Regions from separate parts of the Mus musculus genome. Here region 1 is linked to region 2. A link is a contact called in public ChIA-PET data. All regions are on one chromosome and are shown on one strand. The core of a region is the stretch at or near the end of the contact, and the rest is flanking DNA. Distances in the headings are between cores, read along the strand shown. Region 1 overlaps Vwa8 (von Willebrand factor A domain containing 8). Region 2 holds the start of Mtrf1 (mitochondrial translational release factor 1).

What was found. ChIA-PET counts read pairs in DNA pulled down with a chosen protein or histone mark.
Region 1: a contact with region 2 is called in an RNA polymerase II ChIA-PET map of memory CD8 T cells, with 9 read pairs. The contact joins the enhancer-like site here to the promoter of Mtrf1 in region 2. A contact is called at or near these places in 15 of 39 promoter capture datasets (the 3T3-L1 cell line, 3T3-L1-derived adipocytes, the C10 cell line and 8 more), 1 of 15 datasets of contacts at CTCF or cohesin (large pre-B cells), 20 of 484 Hi-C or Micro-C datasets (CD4 T cells, CD8 T cells, the G1E-ER4 cell line and 13 more), 19 of 115 datasets of contacts at active chromatin or transcription factors (DN3 thymocytes, the HPC-7 cell line, the SCID.adh cell line and 14 more) and 3 of 9 other capture datasets (adipose tissue, liver and pancreatic islet).

What each region holds. Positions count from the first base shown.
Region 1 is chr14:79,125,594-79,128,293 of GRCm38.p6, reverse strand. All of the region lies in intron 37 of Vwa8 (von Willebrand factor A domain containing 8), which reads right to left. The region is part of intron 1 of Gm30970 (a long non-coding RNA gene); the gene reads left to right. Among named protein-coding and RNA genes, the nearest start is that of Gm30970, 8.3 kb to the left of the region's middle. Within about 2 kb of position 1,418, at least 17 of the 459 cell types and tissues checked have an H3K27ac peak or open chromatin away from gene starts, as enhancers often do. A contact at or near this core is called in CD8 T cells and memory CD8 T cells, where this site is marked.
Region 2 is chr14:79,396,364-79,399,206 of GRCm38.p6, reverse strand. Mtrf1 (mitochondrial translational release factor 1) reads right to left here and starts at 1,435. Exons shown (of 11, transcript NM_145960.4): 1 at 1,171-1,435.

The sequences.
Region 1 (2,700 bases), core at 169-2,668, 270 kb after region 2:
CCCAGAAGCTACCGAGCACTAGCCGGGGGCGGGCTTACAGGAAGTACTGGGGGCACAGTCTTCAGGCAGTACTGGGGGCACAGTCTTCAGGCAGTACTGGGGGCACAGTCTTCAGGCACCAGCTTTGGGTTGGGAGGCCTGCCTTCCAGACAGATCAGAGTGAACGATCACTGTGTGATCAGGGAAGGCTGCTGGCCCACCAGCCATGTGGAGACAAAGCGGCCCTCAGCTATGAAGGCTGGGGCCCAGCAGTGGGTGGACTGAAGGCACGGAGCCCACAGTGCATGTCTGAGGTCGGGAGGACAGTGGTCTGGCTTCGTGGTCAGCATTCTTCTTAGGAGTAAAGAATCTTGCTTTTTCATTCATAAAATACAGAACATTCTAGAACACCATTCTGGCCCAGATCAGATTTCCCCCACAATGAATACAATAAAAAATATTTTGAATCTTATACTGAGGTAGCTTTTTGGAAAACTAATAATTTTCCTTTTCTTCTCCCCTTTCAGACTTACACAATTCTATTTTTACCTTATCTTGGGAGGCGGGTGGTCACTGCCCATCTTTTTTGATTTTGAATTCTAAACCAGAGTTCTCGCCTTTTTCTGTAAAGGCCAGATGGCACACACTTCATCCTTGGTGGATCGTGTTGCAACTTACCCAGCATTGCCTTTCTAACACAAAGCAGGAACAGGTACTACCGTGCGAACATAGCTGTGCTCCAATAAAACTTTATGTGGATACCAAAATCTGAACTTCATTTAATTTTCATGAGTTACTTGATACAATTTTTGATTTTTCAAATGCTAGAAATGCTTAAAAACAAAACAAAATAAGACAAAACATGTGCTGGGCTTGGTGGCACATGCCTTTAATCCCAGCACTCAGAAAGCAGAGGCAGGCAGATCTCTGAGTTCGAGGCCAGCCTTGTCTACAAAGTGAGTTCCAGGACAGCCAGGGCTATACAGAGAAACCCTGTTTTGAAAAACCAAAACCAAAACCAAAACCAAAAAAAAAGACAAAACATGTTTGTCAGCTCAACAAAACCAGGGACATATTTTGCCAGTTCCCCAGATTACATACTCTTCAAATAAATGTTTAAGGTTTTTCTGGAGAAGCTAAGAGTCTGTAGGGAGGGGTAACAAATTCAACAGCTTGACAAAGCTTGGGGAGAGCTTGGCTTTGTCTCCTGCTGTGTGCCCACCCTGCTAAGAGGAAACAGAAGTCAGTAGGGAGAGTTTTGCCATTCTCCTTAAAACTACTAGAAACCCTGATGTTGCTGCCTAAATTTCAAATGAAGGAGATTTCATTTAGAAGTCTGGATTCTGAGATGCACAATGCCTTGTTGGCCTGAGACCTTCCTGGCTTGTGTCACACCTGTGTCACCAATACCAATTTGTGTGCGTTTGATCAAACTCTTTTGTAGTCTTCTCTGAGAGTACCACCTCTACGTACTTAGTCTTTAGGCCTTAGGGAAGCTAAATGGTGGAGAGAATAAAAACAAGGCAGACAGCTAGCACCATCAACTTGACAGGATCTAGACCAGTGCTTCTCAACTGTCCTAATGCTGTGACCATTTAATACAGGTCCTCATGGTGTAGTGACCCCCAACCAATGGAAAACAATTATCTCATTGCCTTTTCATAACTGTAATTTTGCTACTGTTCTGAATTGTAATGTAAATATATAATATGCAGGATATCTGATATGTGACCCCTAAGAGGGTCCTGACACACAGGTTGAGAACCAGTGATCTAGAATCGCTGATCCAGGAGGCAAACCTCTGGGTGTGTCTGCGAGGGACTTTCTAGATTTGGTTATGTGAAGTGGGAAGACCTGCCCTGAATGTGAGCTGTGGGCATCCCATGGCTGATGTCTCAGGAGAAAGCTGGCTGAGTGCAGCCTTCCCTCCCTCCCTCCTACAGGGGACAGAATGGGGCAGCCATATGTTCTTGCTGCTGCGACTTCCTTACCACTAACCTGAATTCCGCTGAACTTCGAGCACAAATGAGCCCTTGTCAGACATTTTGCCACAGCAACAGGAAAGGGACTGACCCATAGGCTTCTACAGCAGAGAGAACCAGGCTGAAATTACAGCTCTGTTCTTCACTAGCACAGCAACTGTGGCCAAATTACTTAAACCTCAAAATGGAAAGAGAAGCACATACCGAAAGTAGTGGCTATCATGATCTTTCTCTCTCTCTCTTCCTTCCTTCCTTTCTTACTTTTTCTTTTTCGTTTTGGTTTTTGGTTTCTGGATTTTTTGAGACAGGGGTTCTTTGTATATCCCTGCTAAGATTATAATATACCCGATTTTATAGAAAAAGAAATTAAGTCCTAAGAGGTGGCATGAGTCCTCAGGGAGACGTGCTAACGGTTCAGGAACGAGGACCTCCTTCCTGGATTACAGGCTGGAGGACATTTCTCTGTACCTGTGGCTTCAACAGGACCCACACTGTGTCCCATCTTTCAGGTTATGCCACCTCATACAATGCTTCTCATACAAGACTTTCCTTTGAGGGTCAAAACTCTTCTAGTGCAGATAGCCAACTGACTGTTTTTTAATTGTCATTCTTTTGGGAGGGTGACATTAGCAGAGACAGCTTATTCAGAGGTTGCACACTTCAGGGGCTCGGATGATGGCTCGGTTGGTGACGTGCTTGCCATGAAGCCTAAGTTCAGTCCCCTAGAACCCATGGGCGA
Region 2 (2,843 bases), core at 186-2,685:
CTCCCCAAACAGTTCCACTAACTGGGAACTAAACACTCAAATATACGAGCCTATGGTCTCATTCAAACCATCACACATATTTTAAAAGAAGACAAAAGAAATCCATCCAAATGGCACTTGCTGCTCTTGCAGAGGACCAAGGCCAACACCTGCACAGTGGGTCACAAATTGTCCCTAACTCCAGTTCCAGGAGACTGATCTGACACACCCTCTCCTTGCTTCCTGGGCATCAAGCATACATATGATATACATACACACACACATACATACATACATACATGCAGTTAGTTACCCACACACATACAAAAATATTTTTTTAAAAAATGACAGATTAGGTGAAATTGGGTATGCACAATAATTATCTGTTCTTCCTTCAGATAAGGGCAAGATAGGGAAAATGTTTTTCCTCCTGATATTAAAACTGGAAATAAGGGTCAAAATTTAGCAGAATGGCTTGGGGATGTAGTTCAGTGGCCCAACATGCTCAAGGCCTATCTGTGGTTTGATCCTTAGCACAACAAATTACCAGAAGCAGCCTTTATTATAACTGCTGTTTGTTGCTGTGCCTGGCAACACATTCATATATAAGCTCCTTTGGTCTTGCTAAATCCAACTTAGCATTACCATTTTAAAAACTAAATATTCAGGAGATTCAGCATATACTGGGTTCTATTAATAAATTTCACAAAAATCAACAGCTGAAATTTGGACTGTGAAAGAATTCACGAATGCCCAGCAGCCACAGATTTAATACTCCAGAAGTGCATCTTTATATCTAACCTTGAGTACATCAGGAGTATTCGTTTGACGGTGGAAAGAAGAAAAGGATGGAAGATTTTAGTAATGCTCTGGCTAAAATTTCCAGTTTAGGAGTAGCTGTGGAATGAGTAACTACCTAAACCTAGAAAGAGCAAGGCTTCAACATCACCCCCACAACCCGGTATTACTCGACATTTTAAAAGCAATTCTCGGTTTCTGGTGTGTTAAAAGTGACAGTAAACGGGCACCAGGCGTAGAATGTGAAAATCATGTTGTGTAAGTCAGTATTATGGATTCTATACGGAAGTAACACCAGTGGGCAGTAGGAATTTTTTTTAAAGCCCTCTTACGGCCAAGAAAGAATTGTGAATATCTAAGTAAAAGAAGAAAATTGACGTTCTCGTTTCTTACTGATAACTGAGCCTCCTGTGCACCGCAACATTTCAGCTCAAGGTACTGCAAGCATGATCAGTCCCAGGCTACTGCTTCCGGGTTACGGTTTGTTCCTGGCTCCTCCTCCACTTTGCAGAGAAATGGTCCTTAGGTGTCCGTAACGGTAAACAAGAATGAAATGACGAAGCGGGTAGGATACTGCTCTGGAAGGACCACGCGTGGAACGGATTTGGAGCTGACTCCTGGAAGCTGCGACGTCCAAAGTGGATCGCCCTCTCCTAGTGCCCTAACCAAGGAATCCTGGGAGTTGTAGTTTACCCTTCCCCAGGCTTTCTTGTTTCCCACCCTAAGACCCTTTACTCCATCTTTCTCCCTAAATTTAGGGTTTTCAGATACTTATAAACCTAGAAGCGAACCTTTTCCCTAATTTACACATCAAATTCTACAGTATGTGATAGGCGAAATCTCAAGAATTTCTTTACGTGTTACCAACCCTTGAAGCAGTAGTTTCTAAGTTACTGATTTGTTTTGTTTCAGAGTGCAGGAGGTTAAGGCTAGAGACTCATGCACGCTAAGACAAGAGCTCTATCATTGAGCTATATCCACAGACTTGGGGGTTTGTTTTTTAAATGGAACCTCCCTCCCCCCAATCATTAACAATTTTAGCGGGGCGTGGGGGCACACACCTTTAATCCCAGCACTTGGGAGGCAGAGGCAGGCGAATTTCAGAGTTCGAGGCCAGCCTGGTCTACAAAGTGAGTTCCAGGACAGCCAGGGCTATACAGAGAAACCCTGTCCCAAAAAAAAACAAACAAAAACAAACAAAACAAAACAAAACAAAAACCCAAACAAACAAAAACAATTTTAGGAGATTCTGAATTGTTAATTGTTACACTTTTAGCCAGTATTGTTTAAAACATTGACTGAAAAAAACTATAGGGGCTCGCGAAATGGCTCAGTGGTTAAGAGCGCCGACTGCTCTTCCGAAGGTCCGGAGTTCAAGTCCCAGCAACCACATGGTGGTTCACAACCATCCGTAAGGAAATCTGATGCCCTCTTCTGGAGTGTCTGAAGACGGCTACAGTGTACTTACATATAATAAATAAATAAAACTTTAAAAAGAAAAAAAAAAAGAACAATGACAAAGAGAGCTATAAATTTGTATTTAAAAAAAAATCATAACAGGACCCCAAAATAGATAACTATATCTATGAATTAGAATTTTTAAAGATAGTGTTGTTTACGTGTGTGTTTAGAGACACAAGACCCTATCTCAAAAACAAACACAAATAGGGAGGGGTGAGTAAAAATGGTGGAAAGAGAGAAAAAGATAGAAACCAACATACAACAAAATAATATTTAACATTTACTAGTATGCACTTCAAGGTAGTTACTTCTGCCTACTATATACTAGTCACTAGTTTGAATGCTTTAAACCTATTAGTTCATATAGTTCCATAATACTCTTTTTCTTTTTTCGAGACAGGGTTTCTCTGTGTAGCCCTGGCTGTCCTGGAACTCACTTTGTAGACCAGGCTGACCTCAAACGCAGAAATCTGCCTGTCCCTGCCTCCCAAGTGCTGGGATTAAAGGCATGTACCACCACGCCCGGCTCTATAATGATCTTAAAAACCCATTTGCAGAAGAGAAAACTAAAGCATAATGCATCTAAGGAGGCAAGCATGATGGCT